Linked DNA regions of Xenopus laevis: region 2 is linked to region 1. Evidence: chromatin contacts called from public Hi-C data. All regions are on one chromosome and are shown on one strand. The core of a region is the stretch at or near the end of the contact, and the rest is flanking DNA. Distances in the headings are between cores, read along the strand shown.

Region 1 (2,891 bases), core at 295-2,794:
TTGAGTATTTTGAGACAAATTGGTTTAGGTCCTTTCATAATAAATGTGAGTTATTTCATGACCCTCTGCATCTGATGGTCATTTTTCATTAATCTTACTTTGTCTCTTTCCAACCTCTAGATGATGGCAGATTACACAAAGCCGTGAGTGTAAATAAAATGGTTCACATCATTGAGGAGATCAAGCTTTTTCAGGATATGCAGCCAGTACAAGAGCTACTGTTAGATCCCAGCAAGGTAATTGGCAAAGTTCTGGCAGATCCGAACATCATACGGTTAATGTCCTTACTTACATCCCAAGAAGATCAGTGTGAATAGGCTTCCTTGCTAAATTCTACTGACTGTATCTCTAGGCAAACAATTCACTGTGAGACTATGTCCAGAGGTGTTTAGCAACAGTGCTCAGATTTCAATGTGTATGTCTATAGGGGGTAATATGTCACAAGTCAGATAGATATAACAATAGTAGTGCTGAACGATCCAATGGAAATATATTCGAGCTGGCAGCAGCACTAAATCTGTAATAGGAGATATTTTTATCTATGAACACATTGTGCAAAGAGTCATCAAGGAGAAGCTCAGGGACAAAGTACAAACTCCCCACATGAGAAGGAAGTAAACTGGCTTAATTTAAGTAAAGTAGTGTGAAATAATATGATCTGTAGTGATAATGTGAAGGCAGGCATATGATTCTTTCATTTATAAACACCAGGCAAATGTGCACCTGGGCAGTAACTCATGGCAACCAATCAGGTAATTGCTTTCACTGTTCAACCTGCAGCTGGCTGAAAAAGCTAATCACTGATTGGTTGCTGTGGGTTACTGCCCAGATGCAAATTTGCCCAGTGTTTATAAATGAGCCCCACCGTGTGATAAAGGAAGTATTTTAGAACCTGTTGTATACATTTTTAGGGAGTTTCTGCCTCTCCTTTGCTATTGCCTTCTCAGTTTGCGATGCACGTTTTTTTAATGTTCATTTAGTCCGTCTAAAACTGAAAAACCGTTAAAACCATTACAGATTTTTTAATCAATGTAAATTGGAAAGTTGCTTAGCATTACATTTTCACTATGCAACCGTTTCCAACATCCTGTGTTTTTTATGAAAGCAGTGAGTTTTGTGAAGGCGAATAGGCACGTTAGTCCTGTTTTCACTGAACTTTGAACAGTCCCTATGAGTGAGTAGGATAATTTATTACCACTTCCCCTCCCAGTTCATTGTTCTGCCTACATAATGAGCTCACCCTTATTTATAATACGAGACGAAAGGGATGGGCCTCTTTTTACCATGCTAATATAATTGCCTCTATTCTTGATAAAGCAAATCTTGAAAAGTAAAATAAATTCTTAAAGACACCACCTGTTTTCGTTTCAGTTATCTAAAAAGGAGTTCTTGCTCAGCTAGTATAATAGCCCAAGAAAAGCTAACATATAATCCTTTATGTACATGCAGGGCCTCATTTATGCCTCTTCACGTTCTGCGGTGGTGCAAGTTCCAGTGTCTAACTGCAGCATGTACAGGAGCTGTGGGGAATGCATCCTCTCTCGCGATCCTTATTGTGCATGGAGCAAGAAAGGTTGTCACAGTGTCCCGCATCATACACATGACACAAAAAAACAGTAAGTAGCCTTATTAGGAACCTGTATACTGTAGCTATAGCTGAAAGGGTCATACCCATTTTAATTTGGCATTTTCTCTCGTACAGACACTGGGTTCAAGATATCGAAGATGCAAACACAGATGCACACTGCAAGCAAAATAACAACTCAGAAGCTGTTGGCCGTCCTGCTAAGCCTGATGGTAAGTTTAAGAATAGAAGCAGTTAATTGTTAAATGCATGTCCTAATTAGAAAGTGGATTCATCAGTTTATTGTTTTTTCTAAAAATTACCTGTAATAAAATGAAGATGCTGTTATGATCTGCATTATCCTGGAGAATTTGGCAGTTGAATATCTGATGACTTTGCTACATCTGTACTGTATATCCAAATTTTTACTGCAATCTGGGCTCTTTTTTAGCCATGTGCGGCCCAGATGTATGAGAACTTGGAAAAAAGTGTTTAGCTGTTGAAAGTCTTCCTACATTGGTTTCTTTAAAACACGTGCCAGATGATTTACAAGAAACTTGGTTTCACCTAGAATATATCCAAGCATGTAGAAAGACATGTTTCCGTTGCTTTTTGGAAGATGCTGCAAACGGTGATAAATAAAATGCTGTACACTATTCCTTTTAACCACTGTCATATTGATGAGATGCTGGCTGGTTAAAGGATCAGTAATATAAATTTTTTTAAAAAAACGTTAGTATAGAACGGAAAAAAAACACAAAGACGTATTAAACTTTTAAATCGCTACGTCTTTATTAAGAAATAATGTACCAAAACTCCGCTTGCGCACCTCTTCAGAAAAGGGGACACGGCGACAATCCATCATGCGGCGCTCGATTTCTCCTCCCTGGCTATCTCCTATAAGGAAAGCAGGGAGGAGAAATCAAGTACCGCACAATGGATCTGGGAATCGCCTTTTCTGAAGAGGAGCGCAAGCGGAGTTTCGCTTATTTCTTTATAAACCCCCTATTTCACCCTGTCTCCCGTTTGCATCAGAAGGAGAATAAATCCTTCCTATCTCTGAACGTGCAATTGGAAAGAATATCCAAAAACACAAGGCTACTGATAACCGTCTTGCTTAAAATATCCAAACCTTTCTTAAAGCTATCTGTCAGTACAGCTGGCCTAGGGAGTGAATTCTACAACTTGCTGTTAAAAACAAGGACAATATCTTTCTGACCCTTGCTGCTGTTGAATAGCATTGTTTGTTGCAGCAGGTTCTCACCATAGCTATCAAAATGTTCTGTGCATATAATATAAGTCCCTTAGTAACAAACAGTATTAAATG
Region 2 (3,290 bases), core at 659-3,158, 94 kb before region 1:
ACTGGCTTCTGATACATTATTTCAGGACTCAGAACCAGCAGTGCAGATACAGTTTTAAATAGGAGGTATAATGGTCTGGTGCTTGATGCACAGGGTGACTTGCCTGAGCTGTCAAAATACTTAACTGAATCTGAACCAGCTCTCCCTGTTTCAGAGCTTTGTCGTCTTATTCTGCAGCTCCTTCTACTTATTATATCTCTGTTTATAATGAGCCAAGAGAAATCTATTGCAATTTGTGTAAGAAAAACAGAAAATGTTCTTCTGCAAAGTGAATTCCATTCTGCAGCACACCTGCTCTTTTTACTTACACTTAATTAATGGGCGCCATGACACACCCATCATTTTATGATTTTAATTGAATAGGACTTAAAAAATCCTTCCTAAATCCTAAAGGGATTCTGAAGTCATAAAAACATATATAGCCTTATGACTATTTAGAAAAAAACAATGTTAACAAGATAAAGCAGGTTGTCTAATGGTTTTTGCACCAGCTAGGAATAAATAATGTAATTGATGCATAGTCTCAGAGGGAATAAAATAATGTACACCAAGGTTATTCTGCCTAACGGGATGACAAATTATAGTAAAAGGGATCGTTTTCAGCTAGAGCAAACAAAGCAATCATTCAGCAGGGCCCTAATAAATACACAGAAGATGATACATTGATGGTATGGGACATAATATATTGTAGATTTGAGTAAGATATTAAAGATTTACTGCTTTCAACTATGATCCAATATGTCTTGTCATGCTAGTCATAATGTATACAATGCTGTCGCTCCACGCCTTGGTTTCTTTCAGATCTTAATAGTCAGATGCCCTGATAGTCTTTATAATTACTTTTAAATGTTTAACCCTTCACCCGACACAGATGGTAGAATTTACAGTGCCTGTAGCCAACTAGGTAACTGCCAAGTGCTTTATAGTCTGTGTTTCTGGGATCTTTGTTATTCTTTGTGATGTTCACATGAAGCCTGCCATAGCTGACAGCACAGGGTTAACCTGCCTTTTATAATGTGTGTGATTTTCTGTCAGATTTTAAGGTTCAGATATTAAAAATGTAGGTGTTTTTAAAGCTCAGTGGTTTGTTTGTTCTGACAGAGCTGTCGTTCCACAACTCTCCTAGTTATAGGAGTCTAAGCTTTCCCAGGCAGCAGAGTAGTAAACTTAAACATGGCTCTCAGGTTAAGGGCAATTGATCCTGTTATGTGTCTTGTGACACCATTTCTCTTGTGAGACCGAGATCCTAAGGGCAGAGACACATGCCTCCCCTGCCTTCCCGCCGGCTAGAATGTAATTCTCCTGTGGGATGGCATTCAGAGCGATTCGTTTTCCAAAGTCGCCCAAAGTTTCCTCGTGAGTAGGCAATTCGGGGAGATTAGTCACCCTGAAGATAAAGGAGATTTGTCGCCAGGTAACTAATCTCCCCAAATCGCAGCGTGTGTCTCTGCCCTAAATGTGCATCTAAAGTCTCTGCCAAATAAGCAAGTCAGGACAAGTGTTAAGTTTAGACAAATGAGACTATTCTGTTTCATAGGTGTAATGTTAATTAGGGTAGAGTGAATACACTATTTGAGATTCCTAACTGAATCCAAACCCTAATCTGCAAATACCCACCCCTATATACATATGCAAATTTGGATTCGGTTCAGCCAGGCACAAGGATTCAGACGAATCCGAATCCTGCTGAAAAAGGCTGAATCCTAGATTCAGTGCATCCCTAATGTTAATGCAGTGATACGGTTCTGCAGTAATAGTATTTAGACTTTCGGATTATAGCAATATTATTTAAATGAGGTTAAAACAGTTGGGTTACCATCATTCGTGCATTATATGTAATGTCTACCACCCCCCTAATTAAAGGGGAATAGATATTTACAAAAATGGGGCAAGGTACAAAAAAACAAAGCATGTTTTGCCCTTTGCACCATGGTTGACTTGAATTTACAAGTTTCTCCTCTCTCTCTCTCTCTTTATGTAGGGTAATAGGGTAAATTGGTTACCTTTGCCAGTGGCGAAACCTGCATAGGGGTGGGATGTTGGTGCCAGGGGTGGGGGTGATGTTTAGTAGACAGGGTTGGCCTTTGGGGCAGATATCTGTCCAGATTTCAGATCATCGAAACCCAGACAGGCAATTCTGAGCAAAACAACCAAAAGAGAAAATCGGATGTTGGCTCAAGACTAGACAGGTGGCTACCTGCAGGCCCCATTGGGGAGACCTCTGCAGTTTGGTAACCATTGCCTTAAGGGGTAGAATTACTCCTGCATTCTCTACTGCAATATCTCCAGGAAAAGGCTAGAATGATGGCAGGAATGTAAATTATAGATATTCTTTAATGCCCTGACAAACTGGCGGAAAGAAAGATTGAGCAGCTGGTGTTGGTGGAGTGTCACAATTACAATATCAAGGCACAGTGAGAGATGCCTGGATGGGATTTGCATGGGAAATTGCTTCTCTAATCGCAAAGACTAAAGGTCCCCATAGAGGCAAAGATTTCTCTTGCCGAACGATTGATTTTAGCGAAGTCCTACCAATCCTTCGACATCGTGCGGTTAGTGGGATTCGAACGATCAAACATCTGTTAGAAAATTAATCGGCCAGGTTAAAAAATCTTTATCGGTCCCAGTGCAATGTATCTATGTCTGCAGAAACAAGCAGACAGCTACCCTTTGTTTTCCTGGCAATATCGCCTGAAATGGTCTTTTTAGTTGATGGACAATTCGTACGATCATTTCGAGATAATCGTGGTCTCACGATGTCGATCGGATCTTTTAAAAATCTTTACATCTATGGTCAGCTTAAGCAAGTAGATAGGTATCTCGGGATCCAGTTTATACCTGATTTGCCTTAGCAAAGCAATTTTCAATTTAGGGATAAGCTAGAAACCAGTGACTGAAAGAATGACTCAGTTTAGCCCAGGGAAATAGAACACGAGAGAAATAGAACACAAGGGAAATAGAGCTGCTGACGTGAAGGCAGAGTCATCATACAGAACCTGACTGACGTACAGTGTCGGACTGGCCCACTGGGATACCAGGAAAACTCCCGGTGGGCCAGGTGTCAGTGTGCATGTTGCTTCTAATCATTTGGCCTATTTCATTGTTATTCACTATTTCTTTATGGGAACAAAGAGGCATATTAATGGAAGAAAAGAGTATAGTATGTAGTGTAAAAAGGAGAATAAAGAGATTATATACTTGTTTGGAAAGTGGGCCCTCAAACTAAGATTTTCTGGTGGGCCCCTGGCGTCCCAGTCCAACACTGCTGACGTAACAAACGGTATCTCTTT

What was found. A called contact is a pair of places that touch in the nucleus more often than the background predicts.
Region 2: a contact with region 1 is called in a Hi-C map of the XTC cell line, with 2.4 times the contacts expected there. The contact joins two enhancer-like sites. A contact is called at or near these places in 2 of 4 Hi-C or Micro-C datasets (the XL177 cell line and the XTC cell line).

What each region holds. Positions count from the first base shown.
Region 1 is chr3L:113,999,569-114,002,459 of Xenopus_laevis_v10.1, reverse strand. It overlaps sema4b.L (semaphorin-4B), which reads left to right. Exons shown (of 16, transcript XM_041586835.1): 13 at 121-236; 14 at 1,450-1,616; 15 at 1,703-1,794. Among protein-coding and RNA genes, the nearest start is that of cib1.L, 27 kb to the right of the region's middle. Within about 2 kb of position 1,544, at least 1 of the 7 cell types and tissues checked has an H3K27ac peak or open chromatin away from gene starts, as enhancers often do.
Region 2 is chr3L:114,093,984-114,097,273 of Xenopus_laevis_v10.1, reverse strand. All of the region lies in intron 2 of sema4b.L (semaphorin-4B), which reads left to right. Among protein-coding and RNA genes, the nearest start is that of sema4b.L, 49 kb to the left of the region's middle. Within about 2 kb of position 1,908, at least 2 of the 7 cell types and tissues checked have an H3K27ac peak or open chromatin away from gene starts, as enhancers often do.